Regions from separate parts of the Gossypium hirsutum genome. Here regions 2, 3 and 4 are each linked to region 1. A link is a contact called in public Hi-C data. All regions are on one chromosome and are shown on one strand. Each heading gives the region's core, a stretch centred on a gene start, on an enhancer-like site or on the middle of the called end of the contact. The rest is flanking DNA. Distances are from core to core; before and after follow the strand shown.

What was found. Hi-C and Micro-C count contacts between places; a contact is called where the count stands out from the background.
Region 2: a contact with region 1 is called in a Hi-C map of leaf, with 2.5 times the contacts expected there. The contact joins the promoter of LOC107910596 here to the promoter of LOC107910294 in region 1. A contact is called at or near these places in 5 of 34 Hi-C or Micro-C datasets (anther, callus, hypocotyl and 2 more).
Region 3: a Hi-C map of leaf shows a contact between it and region 1, with 1.8 times the contacts expected there. The contact joins the enhancer-like site here to the promoter of LOC107910294 in region 1. A contact is called at or near these places in 5 of 34 Hi-C or Micro-C datasets (callus, hypocotyl and leaf).
Region 4: a Hi-C map of leaf shows a contact between it and region 1, with 2.2 times the contacts expected there. The contact joins the promoter of LOC107948812 here to the promoter of LOC107910294 in region 1. A contact is called at or near these places in 10 of 34 Hi-C or Micro-C datasets (callus, hypocotyl, leaf and 1 more).

Annotation. Positions count from the first base shown.
Region 1 is chrD02:37,746,172-37,749,579 of Gossypium_hirsutum_v2.1, forward strand. It overlaps LOC107910294 (UBX domain-containing protein 4), which reads right to left and starts at 2,047. Exons shown (of 13, transcript XM_041088565.1): 1 at 1,949-2,047; 2 at 1,555-1,778; 3 at 619-766; 4 at 1-35. The coding sequence starts at 1,722.
Region 2 is chrD02:37,339,864-37,343,083 of Gossypium_hirsutum_v2.1, forward strand. LOC107910596 (protein NO VEIN) reads right to left here and starts at 1,525. Exons shown (of 13, transcript XM_016838482.2): 1 at 944-1,525; 2 at 1-184. The coding sequence starts at 1,465.
Region 3 is chrD02:38,078,367-38,081,676 of Gossypium_hirsutum_v2.1, forward strand. No RefSeq gene overlaps it. Among protein-coding and RNA genes, the nearest start is that of LOC107949360, 16 kb to the right of the region's middle. Within about 2 kb of position 1,700, at least 4 of the 9 cell types and tissues checked have an H3K27ac peak or open chromatin away from gene starts, as enhancers often do. A contact at or near this core is called in hypocotyl and leaf, where this site is marked.
Region 4 is chrD02:38,116,212-38,119,782 of Gossypium_hirsutum_v2.1, forward strand. It overlaps LOC107948812 (transcription factor MYB124), which reads left to right and starts at 2,272. Exons shown (of 12, transcript XM_016883467.2): 1 at 2,272-3,235; 2 at 3,363-3,409; 3 at 3,517-3,571. The coding sequence starts at 3,155.

The DNA.
Region 1 (3,408 bases), core at 797-3,296:
AAGCAGTTTTTTGTCAACCTCTGGCACAACCATCTCTACCAAAACAAAGGAAAAGGAAACAATTAGAGACAATGAATTCACACATATATAGAGCAATTATGTCCATTCAAATTTGCATCGTTATTAGAAGGTAAAATTTTCATAAGGAAAATACAGAATCATCTACAATTATGAAATTATTCCAGCTCCTATCACTCAGTAGCATTTGGCAGAAAGAGTAAAACTCCCCCACAGTACAATTTAGAATAACATCTTCATCAATTATTCCTGTCCCCACCCCACCAAAAAGAAAAGGTAAATGGAATTGTGGCATTAAAACAGTGCTTCGCAAATAATGGTCTAGCTATCAAATTGTAATAACAAATCAACAGAACCAATGAAATGGAAACGTCAAATTCTCATCCCAAAGGCCAGAAGCTGCAAAGCCATGTAATAAGAGAAGAATCTGTCAAACAATTAAATCCAGAAAATATTTTGTACAAGAAGAGTATCTACTCAAAACAGCCAATCGCTACGCTCTACAATAAACTTAATAGTAAATGACCCTTCATATAATGAGAAACTGACACAAAACAATTTAACCTTGAAATTTCAAATAAATACAAATTGCAAATGTACCTTCAGGCTCACTGGTGCTACCTGCAGCAATAGCCTCCTCTGACTCCTTAGCTACCTTTGGAACCTCCAAACTGATTAGTTTTGCTGCCTCCAAAGTCTTATCAATAAACTCTGTATGCCCCGTTCTTTTTGTATGCAAATCACTTTCCTTCGAGATGAAACAGGAGTAAAGCCCCACAAATCACAAAATGGAAAACATATTTTACAAAAAAAAAAAAAAAGTATCACAGAGTTGTAAACCATTTGAGATTTTGTTTTAATAGCATAAAATTTTCCTTAAAAATCAAAATGTAGTTTTAACTTCAAATCCCGCAAAAATCCAGTTCATGTAAGCAAAAGCAACCTTTTGAGATTAGAAACAAATGTATGCACAAATACTACAAAATGATGGAAACTTACCAACAACCATAGCCACAAAAATGTACCAAAGCCTTTAATCTAAACATCCATATTGTAATAGCAAACCTTCCAACTTTCCCCTAGGTAATTTACCAAGTCCTCAAAAGACCCAAATCAATGCAAAAGAAAAGTTCTCAAACAAAAACCAATTCAACACAAAAGAAAAACTTCAAAATTCAAATTAAATGCTAACCAGTGCCTAATGGCATTGGCGAAAGTATATATTGAAAGAGAAGTATACTAAAAGTAACAAATTCTTCAAAAGGTAACTAAATAATTCTTAACCGAAGAGTATAAGTACCGGTTAAGCAAACACTTAAATTAAATTAAGACAGTAACAAAAGCACGACTTTCAAGTTAGATCCAATTCAATTTAAACCCTAAACTTTCAATTCCAACTCAATTCATGAGAAAATGCAAATTAAGCCCAATACAAGATCAAAGTTTTAAAACGCGATTAAATCAAGAAAAGACTAGAACAATAAAAGACGTTGAAATAAAACCCTAACGAAATTAAAGTAAAAGTGGATGTCATACGATTTTGGATCGGCACGGTTTGCCACAAGAAGAGCAAACAAGATTGAGAACAGCTTCAGTGGACTCGGAGAAGTTGGAATGGGAGGTGAGTTCCGCATGTTCTTGGGCTTCCTCCACCGATTTCAACAGAGCCCCACAGTCCCCACACTTCAAAGAAACCCCCGCCATCGATGGAATTTCGTTGATCAAAGCTCCCTCTTCAGATACTTGACTCTTCTCTGAATCTATAGATGAAAAAATGTATCATAAGGCTTTTGGGATTCACCCTTTTAAGGTGCTTTCTCGGTGAGGGATACGGGTGTTCATAAGTCAAATTTTTTTCATTTTCAAAATTAAAAAATATTTTAAATATATCTATATTAAAAATAAGAAATTAAAATAAAAACAATTTTACCTTAAATAAAATCAATTCAAATTAAAATTCATCTGGTCCAAATTCGGATAAAACCTATGTGATCAGGTGAGTAGCTCGACCGGGATGGGTGACGAAATTTATTTGTATTTGGCAAGGAATTAAAACTTCCTTTAAAATCGAATTAATAGATCAGTTCGATTTAATTTAATTAATTAGTCGGTGGTCAAACTTAATTCGATTAAAGGTTGATTAATAATTTTTTGAAATTTCTGTTATTAGTTAATTTGGTTTAAAATAAAGTAATTAATTGAATTAATCAAATTAACAGAACTTAATAATTAATATTATGTGTTAATTTTAAGATTTATGTAGTTTCAAGACATAAAAATATATTTAAGTTGATTTCAATATATTTTTTATATATTTTATATTTGTTTTAGCTAAAAAACATATAAATTTTAATTAACTAACTAAATTAATCGAAATATTTCGATTCAATTTATTTTTTTTAAAAAATTTAATTAAATTAACAATTAAAGAATTATACAATTCAAGTAATTTGATTAATACTAATTCGATTTGAACCGAATCCACCATCTTATAAAAGATATATCTTTTTCCGTATAAATAAAGGAGATCTTAGGGTTGGTCGGTAAATTTTGGAGTTTCTTTTTTTTCTTGGAGAAAGGAACATTTATGCATTAAACAGAGAAGTCAAACAGTGCATGCAAAAACATTCCCCTAGCATCCTTAGCAATAAGAAGAGCTAAATCTGTAGGAGAATTGCAGATACAAAAGAACTCGTCATCAAAAAAAACCAAAAGATGGCGAAACACTTAAGGTGATCTCTTCCCAAGCGAGCGAGCACATCCGCACAACAATTCCCGTCTCTAAACACATGCATTATCCTGCTAGAAGTCAAAGGTGGGAGGAGCATCCTTGGCTTTGAGATTTGCAAATGGTTAAAAGATTAATTGTTTGGAGGGCTAATCCCGAGTTCGTGATGATGATGTGGGATCATGCATCCATCAAGCATGTAGCAGCGTATATGAAGTAAATAATGGAAAGCAAAAAGGGTAAAAATGTAAAGAGGCACGAGATCACAACAGAGGGGAGAACCCGGGCAACCCCCATGCGAACTCCCCTTGAAAAACACCCATAGAATAGATTTTTGTTCCACCATTGCCAACTCACCATACCCGAACCACCATCACCCTTCACAGTATCCATCATCACCCTTCAACCTCAGTACCCAAGGCCTTTGCTCATGCCCTTCTCAGATCTTAACACCACCCAACAGTATCCATCTTCCGCCTACCTCAGCACTACCATCCTCCATTCACTGAAACCAATGACCATAAACCAACACTCACCATAATTACCACCCTAAGCCACCATCTACCACCTCCCTCCTATTCACCAACAACTTATACCCAGAACTCATATTCGCGCCAAAACCCAAATTCCAAGAACCAAATAGTCAAATCAAACTCAAACAG
Region 2 (3,220 bases), core at 275-2,774, 410 kb before region 1:
TTTTAAACACTTCTGTACAATTTTTAACTGAAAAATAACGCAAGATAAGTGGATGACGAAGCAAAGGGCCAAGCTCCAGCTTCTCATATGTCCTAACACCCTCATTCTCACATATTGCCAGCTCCAACTCATACAATGTAGTAATTCTTCGTACTCCAGCAAAACATTGGATAAATGCATTTACCTAGAAAATAGATGAAGAAAGCAAGAAATTAGAAAAAGAATAAAAAAAGAAAGAAAAATAACCATTATGTTTCAAATAATATATAATTTAGCCTTCATTTGGCATCTTGCACCGATAAAAAATGGGCAGTAGAAAATTTCAATTTGTCTACTACACATGAAAAGCTCCTTTCCATGTAGATAGCGAAATATGCCCTGCCTGTCCCCTTGAAAGGAAAAACTAAGAAACACCAGTTATTTAAGTCAGTAATTCCAACTTTCTAATGAATGTCTTCAACTCTCAGAATACAAAAAAAAAAAAACCAGCCTTAAGGCTTTGTTTAGCGTGTCTGCTACTTACGTTTCCACAGTTGCTTGCTTGTAATTAAACAAAAGAAAATTGTAAAAATGCAAGATTTTAACTGATTAAAAATAATAAAAAAAGGATCAAAATATTAAAATGCTATACCCCTTCTGGCATAACTATTCTAATCCAAAGAAAAACATGCATTTCATTCTGCAAAGATTATTGGCATCATATCTTTTGACTCTTCAGAAGTATTCTTTGCTTTCTGGTTCAAACATGCTTTCTATATCTCTTTGAGAAGTATGATTTGAACCCTAATCTTATAAAAATCATTACCAGCAACAATAAGCAAAGCATCCAAATGTCCCTATTCCATCAAAGGATTTCAACATTCTTATAGCCACTAAAATTGCAAAATACATGTATTAAGCATGTATGTATATAAAAGATATATCATCTGTGTATTGTAATTACCCTTCCTTCAATGGCCATAAGCCTTTGAAGAGACGGAATCCCCTGCATGTCCAATCCTAACGAGCTCCATGAGTCAGCCTGCAGGGCTACCAAGGCTGCCTCCGAAACTTTCCATGCCGTAACACTATTTCCGGTAGCAATAAGCTCACGCCACGCCTGGTTCACAGCCTGGTTTGCTCTTTCCTGGACTTCCTTCGGGACTTGGCCAGAGGCGGCGCTGCCTCTATGGTTGTGGAGCTGACTTTGGCTGCTGCTGGGGTTATTGACCTGTTGTGGTTGTGGTTGGGGGATAATAGAGTTTTGAGGAAGGGAATAAGCATTAGAGTTTTGGAAGAAGAAATTGTTAGGGCTTTGTTGCAGAGCAAAGTTTGGTTGGACTGGAGTTATAAGGGCCTGGAGGAATTGGAGAACGTTGGGGTCTTGGAGAGCGAAGTTTGGATTTGAAGGTTCGAATGGTGGTTGAGATGGAGGATGGCCGCCAGGGGGGCGGAAGGGACGGTGGCCGTTATGGCGACCGCGCATCTTGAAAGGAAAGAAGGATGTAGGTTTAGGGAGGGATTAGCATTGTCAGCTTTGCGTATTATATACTGTGACGATTTATTTGGATTTTTATCTTAGAATTCTTTTATTTTCGTATTCACTTAAATTAAAACTATTTAAAAAAACAAAAAAAAAAGTCATACATAAGCTATTAATTTCATCAAAATAGGATATCATTCAATAAAAACATGATAGGGTAACATGCTCTTAGACATTATACACTTTTTGAGATAAAATTAACATTTTAAATTCTACTTTTGAATAAAAAAACTTTAAATATCTAAATGAAAAACAATATAATTTGGAATCGACATTTTATATTCAAACTCGAGTAAGATAAAAAGCATTCGGTAAAAGTAACTTTGTTTTTTTACTATTCAACTATAAAAATATATGGAATAGTCCAAAAATTCTATTTAAAAACCAATCATTTCAATTTTATGCACTCAATTGAACCCTAAACTTATAAAATTGATCCACATTAACACCATTGATGATGTGGTAGTACCACATCAACAAAAAATACAAAAAAAATAAAATTTAAAAAAAAAATATTTTGAAAATTCAAGTAAAAACAAATGGTTGTCCATGTTCATTCTAAAATTAAAAAAAAAAAACCCATAAGAATGGCTTAATGGTATAAAAGGGACTCGAAGAATTTCAAAAAATCAAAAAAGTCCCTCCTAACTTTTTACATCCAATTGAACCCCTAAACTTACAAAATTGACAAATTCAGCTCTTTCATTGATGTTATAAAAATTACAAAAACCAAAATTTTAAAAAACTATTAAAAAATATTGATCAATTAGTAAATTATAAAAAAATCCAAATTTTGTAAAAAAATTTCCTTAAAATAAAAATAATTAAAAATTATAAAAATAGAAAAAAAATATACGTTTATAAAATTTTAAAATTTATAAAAAAAATCATTATACGATTTTTATAAAATTTTATATTTTTATCATTTTTATAATTATTTTTATAAATATTATCAATATTGAATTTTTATAATTTTTATGATTTTTTATAATTTCAAAATGAATATGGATAAATGGGTATCCAAATTTATCTGACAATCATTTGTCTAGATTCTTTCTGAACTTGAAATTTAATATTTTTTTTTGAAAATTTTGATTTTTTTTACTGATGTGGCATTGATACTAAAGTGGACCATCACGTTAGTACATGTTGGCTAGCTTAGCAGCCATAAATGGTCACGTAAAGACTCCGTTAGAAATTAACAGTCAAAGTTAGTCAAAAGGTCAATTTAATCAAGTTTGTAAGTTTAGGAACTCAATTGAATGCAAAAACTTAAAAGGGTTAATTGATTTTTTTTTAATTCTTCAAAGCCCTTTTCTACCATAAGCCTAAGAAAATTTATAGAAATTATTAGAAAAAAGTAAAAATTATTTTAAAATTTCAAAATTATTAAAAATTCCCTTAAAAATAAAAGTAATTAAAAATTATAAGAAAACATATAAAAATTATAAAAATGGTATAATGAAAATTATCAAATACTTTGAAGTATTTAATAGGTTGCATCTATCTATTAAATATTATATGAAGATTGGAGTAATGATATTAGAATAATAATCATATAATGAAAATTACAATATAATGACCGAATTTAAATTCTAATATTTTAAAAGTTACATACTATCATCCATAGGATAGCAAAACAAAAAACAAAAAAACTGAATTCGATGAGTTTTTGATTCGTTAGAGTTAGAATTTTTT
Region 3 (3,310 bases), core at 450-2,949, 330 kb after region 1:
TGCCCAAAAGTATGACATCTATTGTTTCACTGCTAAGAAAAGGATAGATTTTTGTTTTTAATTAGATTGAATTTTTATTAGGGAAAAATGGGCTAAATTGATTAATATAATTAAGAAAAAAGGGTCAATTGGTTCAAAATTTATGATTACGCTCGTAATCTAAGATAACCTAATTAATAGGTCATAATGGGATTATGTCCTAATATTACAACATCTTGACAATATTTGGGAACATGAGATTATGGGGTGGCTAGAATGTTGAGAATCCAAATAACATAATCTCATCTCGAAATGTAACATTATGAGTTGTAATGTAAGATTCGAGCAATCAAAAGTGCCCTTAAGCTTAAGAAATATGTAGTGATTTGCTTGGTTCTTTTAACAAATATTAGCCATTTATTTTTTAAAAGGTTTAAATGCAAAATTGGCCCTTAAAGTATATCATTTTTCCCACTTAGGCACCTAAAGTCTATTTTAGTCAAAAGTGGTACCTAAACTATCAATTTTACCATTTTACCCCAAATCACAATATCAACCAATAAAAACATGACACATGGCACATTTTTATTTGATATCATACACTTTTGGGGTAAAATGAGACGAAATTGGAAGTTTAGATACTACTTTTGGGAAAAAGTACTTGTACTTAAGTAGGGAAAATGGTATACTTTAAGGGCCAATTTTGTAATTAAACATTTTTTAAATAAAGGGTTATTTTCGTGCCATTAACGAAGAGACACCCTTCCTATCGTATGACATTTGGGACTTTAGCGAGTGGCAATGACCCTACTCAGTTCACTATACTTTTGATTTGCTTGTAATCTACCTTTTTAACTTATCATTATTAACTTCTTAATCTTGAATTTACCACATATTGACTTACTAAATCAAGAAGGTCAGACTGTTGACTTGACTTGGGCTGAACAAGTGTGAAGCCCAAAGGGAAAAGTGAAGATAGGCCCAGAGCTGTACCGGTTTTGAAACGAAAGAGGGCAGCAAAGTTGTTTACGGATTAGACTTGATTAGACCAATGCTGGCCCATATGCATCCTAGTGAACAAAAAGGAGCCCAAGGACAGTGTTATGATGACAAGTGTGACACATGGGGTTGGAGCCTGGCTCCACTCCAGTTAAGCTTCGGAGCCTAACGCTGAATGAAAATGTAATCTCATTATGTTAAAGCGGGGAGTGCAGGAAAAAGGTGGCCTTCAAACCAAGCTCCCCCTACTTGTTTATGTTACTGAGTGGGTGAATGGGGTCCCCATAAGGCTTTCAAAGTGAATCATTTATTTGACAGACATGAACTTCAGTTAAAAACTTTGAAAAGACCAATCAAAACATCCTTGCTGTTTCAATGATATTTTTATGTGGTATGGAACTAATGAGATTTACTCGTTAGAATCTGACAGATAATGTGAAAAAAGGGTTCACTGTGAAAAAGTAAGCAATCATGTTAAAGAGTAAGACAGACAATTAATTTTTCCCTCATCCTTGAGACCATCCCCAGACTCAAAGAGTGAGCATGCTTCTACCAACATCTTAAAATAATACTAAAATCCTACTCAAGTTTCTATCCTGCTATAATATTTCACTAGGGTGGTAATGATTCCAAGTGTAGAAATTCATAAAGGTGTACAGGGTATAATTGTAAAGCATGTGGGGGACACATTACTGCTAGCTACAACATCAACATCATACGTACATAAACAATTGTAATAGTGACAGAGATTATAATGATTGATATATAAGACTACTGTTAGCTACAACATCAACATCGTATATGAGTATATACAAACAAGAGTAATAGTGACAGATTGTAATAATGACAAAATAAATTTTTTTAGCGTATGTATGGATATACAGGATTATGATGGCTGCTTCAAAGGGTAGACATATTTTGGTAATAGGCTCCAAAGTTCATGCCTAGTCCCATGCTGTAGTGCTCCCTACTTCACTCGGGCAGAGTTAAAGAAAAGGAAGAAAATGGCCCAACCTCTCAAGCCTTGACTGTGAAGCTGGGGTACTTATCAATTCATTAGGGGGGTGAGAGAGGGGTGTGCTTTTGACCACTTCTTTTCAGTGACTCCATTTGTTTATACAATCAGGAGGCAGAATAATATTAGATTGAGGGATCTGAATTCAGAAAGAGGAATTAAAAGAGGTGTCAAGTCACAGTTTTGGTATAGAGTAGAGTAGGGGGGGGGCTTGCAACTTTGCAAATCCCTGCTATATTTTTGTGTTAGATGAGCTGTTCTATGAACACATCTTTATTGAAAGTAGCTAAAGAGTGAGACACCATTTCAGAGTGACAGAATGTAAATTCATCTTCAATTCTCCCTTTGCCAGATCCCACTTTGCAGATTTCTGTTACAAAATATAAAAAATTTCCCCTTTTTGGGTATTCTCAATAGTGCTCCCATTTAATGAATGTAACAGTGCAAAGATGTTTATATGATTGGGAGATTGACTCTTAGCTCTTTAAAGATAGTAGACGATTAGCATTCATGTCCCTTCAAATTGAAATTAATTAGAGTATAACTGTGTACATTATAATTATACCAGATGGAAACAAATGGAGCAAGGCCCCATACTAGGGGTATGATTTGGATTTAATATGAAATGAGAATTCTAGCATTAATGATAACATCTATTATGGGACCATTAACTACATATAATTCTTGTGATTTGTTTTAGCATATGGACGTGGAAGTAGGTAGTAGTTCATCATCTTATCACTCTAACAACCCAATTCATTAGTAGTTTTTATTTTTTAAATTCATAATATTTGCTAGACATCCTTTTATTATGCACCAAGGGAAGAGAGCAATCAAAGTTGGCACAACATTTTATTTTCTGCCAAACACCGACATTTCAGGCATAATTAAATAAGTTAAATGCTAACTTTGACCGCATATGTACCCTTATTTCAGGTTTACTCACCCTTTTTTTGTTTTATTAAAGCAAGATAAGGAATTCGACTTCCACTTAAACTTAAATTTCAAATTAAATCTTTTCTTTGCCATTCAAATAAGCATACTTTGAACCAATCAATTAAGCTTTTCTCGATCCTAACTAGCTACCTAATCATACGATAGGAAAAATAAGTGAAAGTAAAACAATAAGAAGGGAATTAAGTAAAGGAAGGCTTAGGATATGGTAAAAGTATTTTTCTAGGTTAAAAATTAGATTGTATTTTATTTTCTCTACTTAAAAAATGAATAAATTAATTTTTATACATTAAATAAAACAGAAAATTAGTTTTTTAGTTAAAATTTTCATTTATTAAAAACTGACATAGCTAACAAAATAAT
Region 4 (3,571 bases), core at 1,022-3,521, 370 kb after region 1:
TTTAGATTTAAATAAATTCGAGCTCAAATTTTTTGTGGATTCAAATTTATTAGGGTCTGAATTTTTCTGGACTTGAGCCCTTTTGGGATTTGGATTTTCGAGTTCAGATTTTCTCAAATTCTATCAAGTTTAGTTAGGTGGGTTTAAACAAATTCAAATAATTATGATGTTTTATAATTTTATTCGAATGTAATAATTAATTTTACTTTTACATGATGATATCACAATACAAATTCACTTTAGGTAAAACAAAAAATTTATATAGATGCTTTACTTTATTAGAAATATTGTATATAACATAACTAAAAAAGTGCTTATTATATTGTATGTTTATGATTATATAATATATAAGAATTTTATAAACATAATTAATATTATTATATAATATGTATATGAATTTGTATGTAATATTTTTTTTGTTTATTTGTATTGTAGGTAATTTTTATTATTATATGATATCCATATAAAATTTTATTTATTTGAATCATTATCTCGAGTTTGGAAAGAACTTCTAAATTGAAAAAAAATAGTTTTTTATTATTATTTATTATATTACTAGATTGATATTTGAATAATTTTTTTTATCATTACATCTTGAATATTGAAAAATATTTATTATATTTAAGCTTAAGGGTGAGAAAAATTCTTAGTAAAAAATAAAAATAAATCAATTAAGCTCTTAACATGCACTCAATTGAGTCCTCAATGACAAAAGAAATTCAACTAGACCCTTTCGATAATAAAAATCGTCATTGATCAATTTGACTACGCGGTTAAAAAAACCTAAAATCCTAAAAGTTATAAAAATATACTAAAAATGTATATCTAGTTAGAACCTAGACAAATGAACTTAAGTTTATTTGAATCTAGACACCTATTTGTTTACTTCTTTTTAGATGTAATTCAAAATATTATAAAAAATTATAAATTATTATAAAAATATGATAATTATAATAATAATTGATAATTAGTAAAAAATACTAACAAACTATAAAAATTGTAAAATATAAATAAAATATAATAAAAATTTATCTAAATTTTGTACATGTCATGTGCCCTTATATACCCATTTTGCCTTAGTATACAATTTTTGGAACCTACCAAAAATGAAACCAAAGGTGATTAAGAGGTTTTTTTTTGGTTCATTTTTCAAACGATTATGGGTACAACAAGTACATATAATATGATTTTTCATTAACTAAAAGTTTAAGTAATTCAGTAGGTGAGTTTGTTTAGGCTTAATTCATAACATTAAATTAATCTATTACATCATCTTATTTTTATATAATTACTAACTTTGAGTTTTTATTATACATATATAATAATTGCATTAAAAATTATTGTATATCCATAATTAATTTTTTTAAAATTTATTTTATTTTATAATTTAGTGTTATTATTTATAAAATTTTAATATAATCATATAATATTTAAAATACATATTATCATAAATTTGAGTTTTAGATTGGATCTATCTCGGGTTTGGATTTCCTCGAATTCTGATCATTATAAACTTGGATTGGCATGGGCGAACTTTTGGGCTCAGGTCTGTTTTGCCCGCTCTAATGAAATATGATGGTTGAATTGTTAAAATATAAAAAAATAACGACAGAATATAAAACCATATGGGTAAGTGAAATATTTTAAAGAAAATGTGATATAAATGCAAAATCATGAGTTAAACAATTTAAAGTTGGTATTTGTAACAAATAAAATAATAATAGAATATTCAAGGTAAAAATGTTGAATTTGGAATATATATTGTCATTTTCTTCTTTAGAAAAGACAAACAATGTTTGTGTTGGATCATTAAATATCCAAACCAATAACCAAAAGAGAAGTTTCCTATTTTTGATTTGGTATTTTTCCCTCCAAAAATCTAACTGGAATTAATAAGCTTCACATGAACAAACAACCAAACAAATGGAAGGTGAGAAAATCGAATGAATATGAAAGCAAAAGCATCTCATTTTTAAGAAAATAAAATAACACAAACAAAATGCCATTAAAAAGAACTTGTCGCGTCAGAAAATTAAGCCAAAAACAATAATAAAAAGCCCAATTCCAATGATGCAAACTATTCACGTGCGTTGCACTGCCCAATGAAAACCATCAACGTTGACTGATGCACAGGCATTACATCCAATCAACACACGCGTTTCTTTCACGTGAATATGTTGCGCCTGGGGATTGTTTTGAATTTTGAAAACTAAAATTCACCCCCCAAAATAAGAATATATATAAGAAGAAGAGCTGTGATGTGAAGAAATACGAAGGTTCATCAGTTTTTATGTCCGCTAAAATCATCATAGTTCAGGGAAAAAAACAGAAAAGAAAATGGATAAATTATTAAATTTATAAAAATAAGAAAATAGTAAAAATAGGGTTTGCTTTAGGAGCAGAGTGGGGTAAGTGTCCAGGGCATTCATAACAGCGTCATGAAATTCGGCGTTATTTATTTATTTAATTTTCTTTTTCTTTTAATATTTTCAAACTCTTCTTCATACCCGCGCACTAAAGCAAGAATCCGTTGATTTAAATTAATATTTTTTAGCTCTTTTCTTCCATTGTTTGAAATCAACAAAATAAATCCTAAAAAACCCTTGCAAGAAAGAGAGTATTTTTCCAAAAAGTTTCTCTCTTTATTTGAAAGAAAAAAGCCCAAAATATATATTTCTTCCAGATTCATCATTCCATCACTCTTCCATTTCCCTTCTCTTCAAAGTTTTAATTCTTTTTATCCATTATAGATCTACCCTTTTCGATTCTACGTATATACATGTACATTTGAATCACAAAGCTCAAGCTTTTATTGACCATATAACTGGTGGAGACGTTGTGATTCTATTTTCTAAGTATAAACAGGAAAAAGAAAGGGTTAGCATCCGAGGAATAACGGAGTAGAAGGGGGAAACAAAGCATAGAGTTATTGAGAGTAATAAGGATTCCGTTTGAACCCAACAGTGAGTTTTGTAGTAAAAAAGATAAAAGAGAGGGAAGTGGAAGCGTTGGTTCCCTTTTTCATGGTTTTTTTTTTTATAATAAAGGGTTGGCTTTTTGAGGATGCCACTTGGGTTTTAATAAAAGGGAAGGGAGCGTCAAGGAAGGCCAGCAACTAAGAGAGACAGAGATTAGAGTAAAGAAGAAAAAGAATATGCAGGAAACAAAGAAGAAGAATGGTGGCAATGAAGATTCCAAGAAGAAGGAGCGTCATATAGTGACGTGGAATCAAGAGGTTTTCTTTTCTTTTTTAAAATAGTTTTCTTCTTTGGTTCCCTCTGTTTTGTTTATTATTTGATTGATTGATTCTTTGTTTTGGGGGGTTCTTATTAATTTGATATTGGGGGGGGGGGTGTTTGCAGGAAGATGATATACTTCGAGAACAAATCAGTTTACATGGGACTCAAAAGTGAGCCTTTTATTCATTCATTCGTTCATTTGAAGGGTTTGTTTGTTGTTTTTTTAATGATGGATGAAATTGAATGGATTTGTGTTGGTTTTAATGTTTGAGTGCAGCTGGGCGATCATTGCCTCTAAATTCAAGGATAAAACCACAAGGCAGTGCAGAAGA